Linked DNA regions of Sus scrofa: region 1 is linked to region 2. The links are chromatin contacts, called in public HiChIP or PLAC-seq maps. All regions are on one chromosome and are shown on one strand. Each heading gives the region's core, a stretch centred on a gene start, on an enhancer-like site or on the middle of the called end of the contact. The rest is flanking DNA. Distances are from core to core; before and after follow the strand shown.

Region 1 (2,700 bases), core at 18-2,517, 450 kb after region 2:
ATATGTTCCCCTAGAGAAGGTAATCAAACAGAATGCCCTGGTTCTGCTCACTTTAGCAATGCAGGAAGCTCCAATATATCCAGCCAGCTGGTTGAGCTGCCTTAACTAGAGCTCAACAAGTAGACCATCAACTCCTTAGATAAAAGAGCTATATTTCATTCATCTATGGATAGCATAGTAATTAGTGAAGAGCCTACTTTGGATTCAGCCAGATCCTGACTTGAATATTGATTCTACAAGTTAACAACTGGGTAATCTTGGCCACTTAACCTCTTCAATCCTGTTTCATCATCTGTAAAATGGGAATAATTATGCCCAACTCTACTGACTTGTGGCAGTTAAATGTGACGCTTCTTTGTAAAGCTTCTTGGAGCAGCTCAAAAGTGTCGAGAGCTTGGAGGTAGAGTGGACAACCAAGGGTGTGTGATCACAGAAAAGACTGTGTTAGTATCCAGCAAATTTAAAGGAGAAATCTTTTGCCAGAGGCTGCAAATGCTCTCATGTTGAGGTTGAATGGATAACGTTTACCTCAAGGGAAGGAGGGATTGATTTCCATTTTTATCTGCATTGTTTGAATTTTTATATAGATTAAAAATACATGAAATTTAAAATGAATACAGCTTTTTAAAGAGGAAAAAAATGTTTAGCTGGCAGGGTTCCTGGCTTATTTGCTCAGTCTTTTAGTTCTTCCAGGGATGGCAAGAGCAAGAACAGAAAACACAAATAATTATATTAATACAAAACACTAATAATTATCCGTATCAATAAGGCGGCCCTATTCCCATATGGACCAGAGGGTAGAATAATAGTTCTCTACAGTTGTACCAAACCTTCACAAGACTAAACTACTTCCATTTACAATGGGTTCCAACCTACCACAGTTCCACTTAAAATCTGTGTACTTTACCATGGTGTGAAAGTGACACCCACATGGAATTTTTATCTTTTCTGGGCTAGCCATATGCCACAGGACACTCCAGTGATGCTGAGCAGCCACTGAGTCCCAGCTCCCTGGACAGTCCGAGATCACGAGGGGTACAATCGATACACTTATAAACATTTCGTGTTTCACCTTCAGTACAGCATTCAATAATTACATAACATTCAACATTGTCATAAAATAGGCTTGTAGATGATTCTGCCCAACCGTAAGCCAAAGTAAGTGTTCTGAGCGGGTCTAAGGTAGGCTAAGCTTAAACCCAAGCTATGTTGGGTAGACTAAGGGTGTTAAATGAACTTTCGACTTGGGTTTATCAGGACGTAACGCCACCGTCAGTGGAGGAAGACCTGTATTAACTTTGTCTCCCTTAAGTCTTCTGCGTGGTTTCCGCCCCTCCCAGGCATTTCCACCCCAGTACGATTGTAGGGAGGGGAGAAACTGAGGCGGGGTTGAGGGAGCCTGCGGGCCCGGCTGGAGCACCCACCCCGCGGGCCTCCTGCTCTCAACCCGGGACGCGGGCCATTAGGGCGGTTTCCCTCCGGAGCCCAGAGGGCTCAGGCCGCCGCCAGTAAGGCCGGCCGGCTGGGAGCCCCGCGAAGAGGGGCCGAGGGGGCGGGCCCGAAGCCTCGGCCTCGCCTCCGCCCGCGCAGCGCTGCGCCCGCGGCTTCCCGGCCGCTCGTTCGGGGCGGCCTCCCGGAGCCCGGAGCTCTGCCCGGGGAGCGTCACCACCATGCTGCAGAAGCGAGAGAAGGTGCTGCTCCTGAAGACCTTCCAGGGCCGGACGCTGCGGATCGTGCGGGAGCATTACCTGCGGCCCAGCGTGCCCTGCAACAGCCCGCTCTGCCCTCAGCCCGCCTCCTGCCACAACGGTCAGGGCCCGGCGGGAGCGCGGGCGGTCGGGGCCGGGAGGGAGCTAGGGCGGCAGGACGGGTTCGGCAGAGCGTCGGCCTTGAGGCTCAAGGGCGCGGCCCAGAGGCGGAGCGCGGGGCCGCGGTGGCGCGGAGTCCGAGGCCCTCGGGCCTCCTCCCGCCTCCAGGCTTACCCCCGGGCCGGGCTGCGGGTCGGGCACGAGGGGCCGGAAGCTTCCGGTCTTTCCACACCGACTCCCGACTGTTCGGCCCCAGAAAATGGAAGGGCTGAGAGGCCAGCGCCCTCGCCGCGCAGAGGCCGGGGGTTGGGGCTTTCTGAGCCTGGGGGCGCTGGAGCCGGGCGGCTCTTGCTCCCCAGCTCGCGCTGGTGAAATGGGAAGGTCCCGGGCTGGGGGCCCCCAGCTGTGCGAGCCTGGTGGGGGGAGCTGACGCTGCCGCTGCTCATTGTATATTTCTTTGCTTTGCTCCCCACACATTTTCTGACCTGCCAGCACCGAGGCCTCAGAAGGTTATCCGGTGGAGAGCCCTCTTCACTGTAAGACTTGCGGCTCATCAGGGCCCGCGCACCGGAAGGTCACGAGGAAATTGGGTTGGGGTGGGCCTTCCACCACGCCTTCCTCCACATGATGTCTAGGCCGCGCAGGTGGCCAGTTTAATGGTGGAGGTTCCTGGTTCTCTTCCCTGAAGTGGGAGAGGAGCGTGGTCGTCCTTTTCAGCGAATATTTGGGATCCTTAGCTAATGGTTAAGGTGAACATTTCAATTACCACTTGGCTATCCACCTTGGACCCACGGGCTGGGTGGAAATCCCACCACTGTGCCTGCTTGCACTGAGCATCTTTTCTAGTCAATTCAATTTCTCTGGCTCTTGGAGACTTCTGAGCACCTTCACA
Region 2 (2,700 bases), core at 47-2,546:
TCAGTTGATTTGCAACCTTAAGTCCATCTGCGAACGCAATTCCCCTTTGCCATGTAACCTAACATATTCACAGTTCCTTGGGACTGAGAAGTGAACATCTTTGGGGCACCATTATTCAGCTTACTACAGGTACCCTTGCCCCAAAGTCTAAATTGCATATAGGTGGTAGTGGGGTTTGACAATAAAGGGGAAAAACTTTTTAGCCTAACAAACTCTCTTAAAATACAGGGAGGTACTGCTGTGTGGTCTTCGGTAATCTCTTGAGGCTCCCCATCCACATTTCCGCTAAAATGTTAATTGCCATCCTTTGCTCTGTGTGTTAAATGAAATAATTATGTAACTAGGTTTAGCTTAGGGGATGACAAATAGGGTGCAAGAAGTTCTTGATGAATTTTGAGGAGGAGGGTGGGCGAGGTTCTTTGAATGACATCTGGAGATGGTTTGAGAAATTCCTGGAGAAATGGAATTCTAGCAAAAGGAATTCTGATTCTAGCAAAAGGAATCAGGTGTCACGGAAGCTTTGGAATTCAGGTTTAAGTCCAAAGGCCCATTTTAAAAAAATGAAGCGCAGAGGCTACTTAGAAAGCACCTAGGTGACAGCACAGAACTTAAGAGGGAACTATATGAAGTTTTCCCAGGCAAAGACATGTGTCATTTCCTCTCTACTTAGTTCAAGGACAGATATACCATGGTTGTACCTCGATCACCTAGTGAATAAGTAAATGAATTATAAAAACATAGCTAGGAAAAAGTGTCCTAGGTTCCACCGAGATTTGAACTCGGATCGCTGGATTCAGAGTCCAGAGTGCTAACCATTACACCATGGAACCGACACGCTCAAGAGGCCGCCTTCGGCTCTCTAATCCTTAGATAACCCCGCCCCCATCCACAGTTCCACCAAAGGAATCAGTGTTGCAGTGCTCTCCAGCGCCCGGCTTCTCCGCCTGGCGGCCCGCGGAATAAAGGAGACCAGGAAGTGTGGTGAGCAGCAGCTGGGAGTGCGGTCAGTCGACAGGCCGGGGCTCAGTAGCTCCTCGGAACCTTCTGGAGTGGCTCAGAACTTGAGACCCACGAGGTTCACGCCTACCGCCTTCTTGGATTCAGGGGCGGAGTACTGCCTCCCCGGAAGTACTTCCCCTTAGGGGCTGGGGCCTGCCGGAAGTGGCGTAGCGGCAGGGAGGGGTTCTTCACCCGGTCCGGCAGCTGAAGCTCGGCGCTTGGGTTACCCCTGCAGCGACGCCCCCTGGTCCCACCGGTCTCTCTACTGCTCCCGCCCCTTCGCTCCTCCGCCTGGCCATGGGCACCCGCGACGACGAGTACGACTACCTCTTCAAAGGTGAGGCTGTGGGCTCTCGGACAGGCCCCCGAGTCCCGGTTCGGGGGCCTGGGACACTCCCGGGGGACCCGCCCGGCGGGCTGCCCCGGCTCTGAGATTGGCCTTCCTCAGCCCTTCCTCTCAGTGCGGTTCGTTTTGCCGTCTCGCAGCTCAGTCCCTTTTTTTCCCCCTCACTTAGGCTCCACACTGGCTCTTAGCGACCTCCCCGGAGGCCTTAGGAAGCCTCAGCGTCCCTACCGTGCCCCCTTCTCGCTGCTGACTGCCTTCTCCCACATCGCCTTCCTTATTTCCCGGGTTCCACGGCCTCTTCAAAGGGGAGCCCCTCCCACCTTCCATCTTTTCGGGTTGGGCGCCCCCTCAGCAGACATCCCGAGCCCCTCTGACAGGCCTTTCTCTTTGCTCCCACACCTTTCCTTCGGCGCACACTTCCACTACAGGTCTTTTTCTTATCAACCTCCCTTTCCCCTTGGGCAAGCCTCTCCTCTGCGTCTCCTCACGCCCCTCCCCACGGCCAGACGCCTCTCCTAGTCCGGTTCTCCCATCTCCTTGGCCAGGCCCTGGTTAAAACCCAAACGGGCCAGCGGCCCCACCCCCACCCGCCCCACAGCTCTCGAGGTCCGTAACCTTCGCGCACAGCCCCCGTGGTTGGTAACTCTTTTTCTGCCTCCTCTCCCCACATAGTTTAGTTTAGGAGCTCTCCCGTGTCTCCTGTGCGACCCTGAGGGTGGTGGTGGTGGTGGTGGGGGTTAGGGCAAGAGGGATGGTCCCATCACCCACGCGCGTACTTGTCGCAGTGACCGGCAGACCGATGTGACTTGCACCCATCCTTTTTTTCTCCTACCCTCCCTACCCAGCGGCAACCAGCCCAGGATAACTCTTAACACTGCTCCCGACAAGGGGTTGCGGATGGGTGGCGGCTGTTATCCTTGCCAGACCTGAAGGCCCAGTTCCTGAGCAGGAAAGGTTGTGCGCTGCACAAATACTAGCTTGCTTTATCGCTATGGACTGGTTGCTTCCTGCTGCAACACTGGGAGGATCCAACCTTTTGGTGTTTTTAGAACAGGAAGGGAAGAGTCCTAGTTGGTCACATACCTTTGCCAAAATATGGGAGTTGGGAGGGGGGCGCATGGCGAAGTTGTGTGCTCTTTGGTCAAATTAAATATTTTTTATAAGATAGGGAAACATGTAGTGCCCTTGGACAAAACATTGGAGGGTGGAGTGAAGAAAAATTGCTTATTGGCTAGTCCAGAAAGAATCCAAATAGTTTGTTTTTTTTTTTAATCAACAAAGATAAAAGGTACAGTTTTCAGAGAGAAAAGTACAGTAAATGCTTTTTTTGTTCAGTGAATGCGCTCTCTCTGATG

Evidence for each region. HiChIP or PLAC-seq counts read pairs in DNA pulled down with a chosen protein or histone mark.
Region 1: a contact with region 2 is called in an H3K27ac HiChIP or PLAC-seq map of alveolar macrophages. The contact joins the promoter of DIS3L here to the promoter of RAB11A in region 2. A contact is called at or near these places in 1 of 5 promoter capture datasets (liver), 2 of 47 Hi-C or Micro-C datasets (embryonic fibroblasts and fibroblasts) and 2 of 2 datasets of contacts at active chromatin or transcription factors (alveolar macrophages and skeletal muscle).

The regions. Positions count from the first base shown.
Region 1 is chr1:164,308,853-164,311,552 of Sscrofa11.1, forward strand. DIS3L (DIS3-like exonuclease 1) reads left to right here and starts at 1,268. Exons shown (of 17, transcript XM_021100270.1): 1 at 1,268-1,809. The coding sequence starts at 1,671. It overlaps LOC110261940 (a long non-coding RNA gene), which reads right to left. Exons shown (of 3, transcript XR_002346351.1): 1 at 2,294-2,700.
Region 2 is chr1:163,856,958-163,859,657 of Sscrofa11.1, forward strand. RAB11A (RAB11A, member RAS oncogene family) reads left to right here and starts at 1,297. Exons shown (of 5, transcript NM_001031788.1): 1 at 1,297-1,336. The coding sequence starts at 1,297. TRNAQ-CUG (a tRNA gene) reads right to left here and starts at 830; the gene lies at 759-830.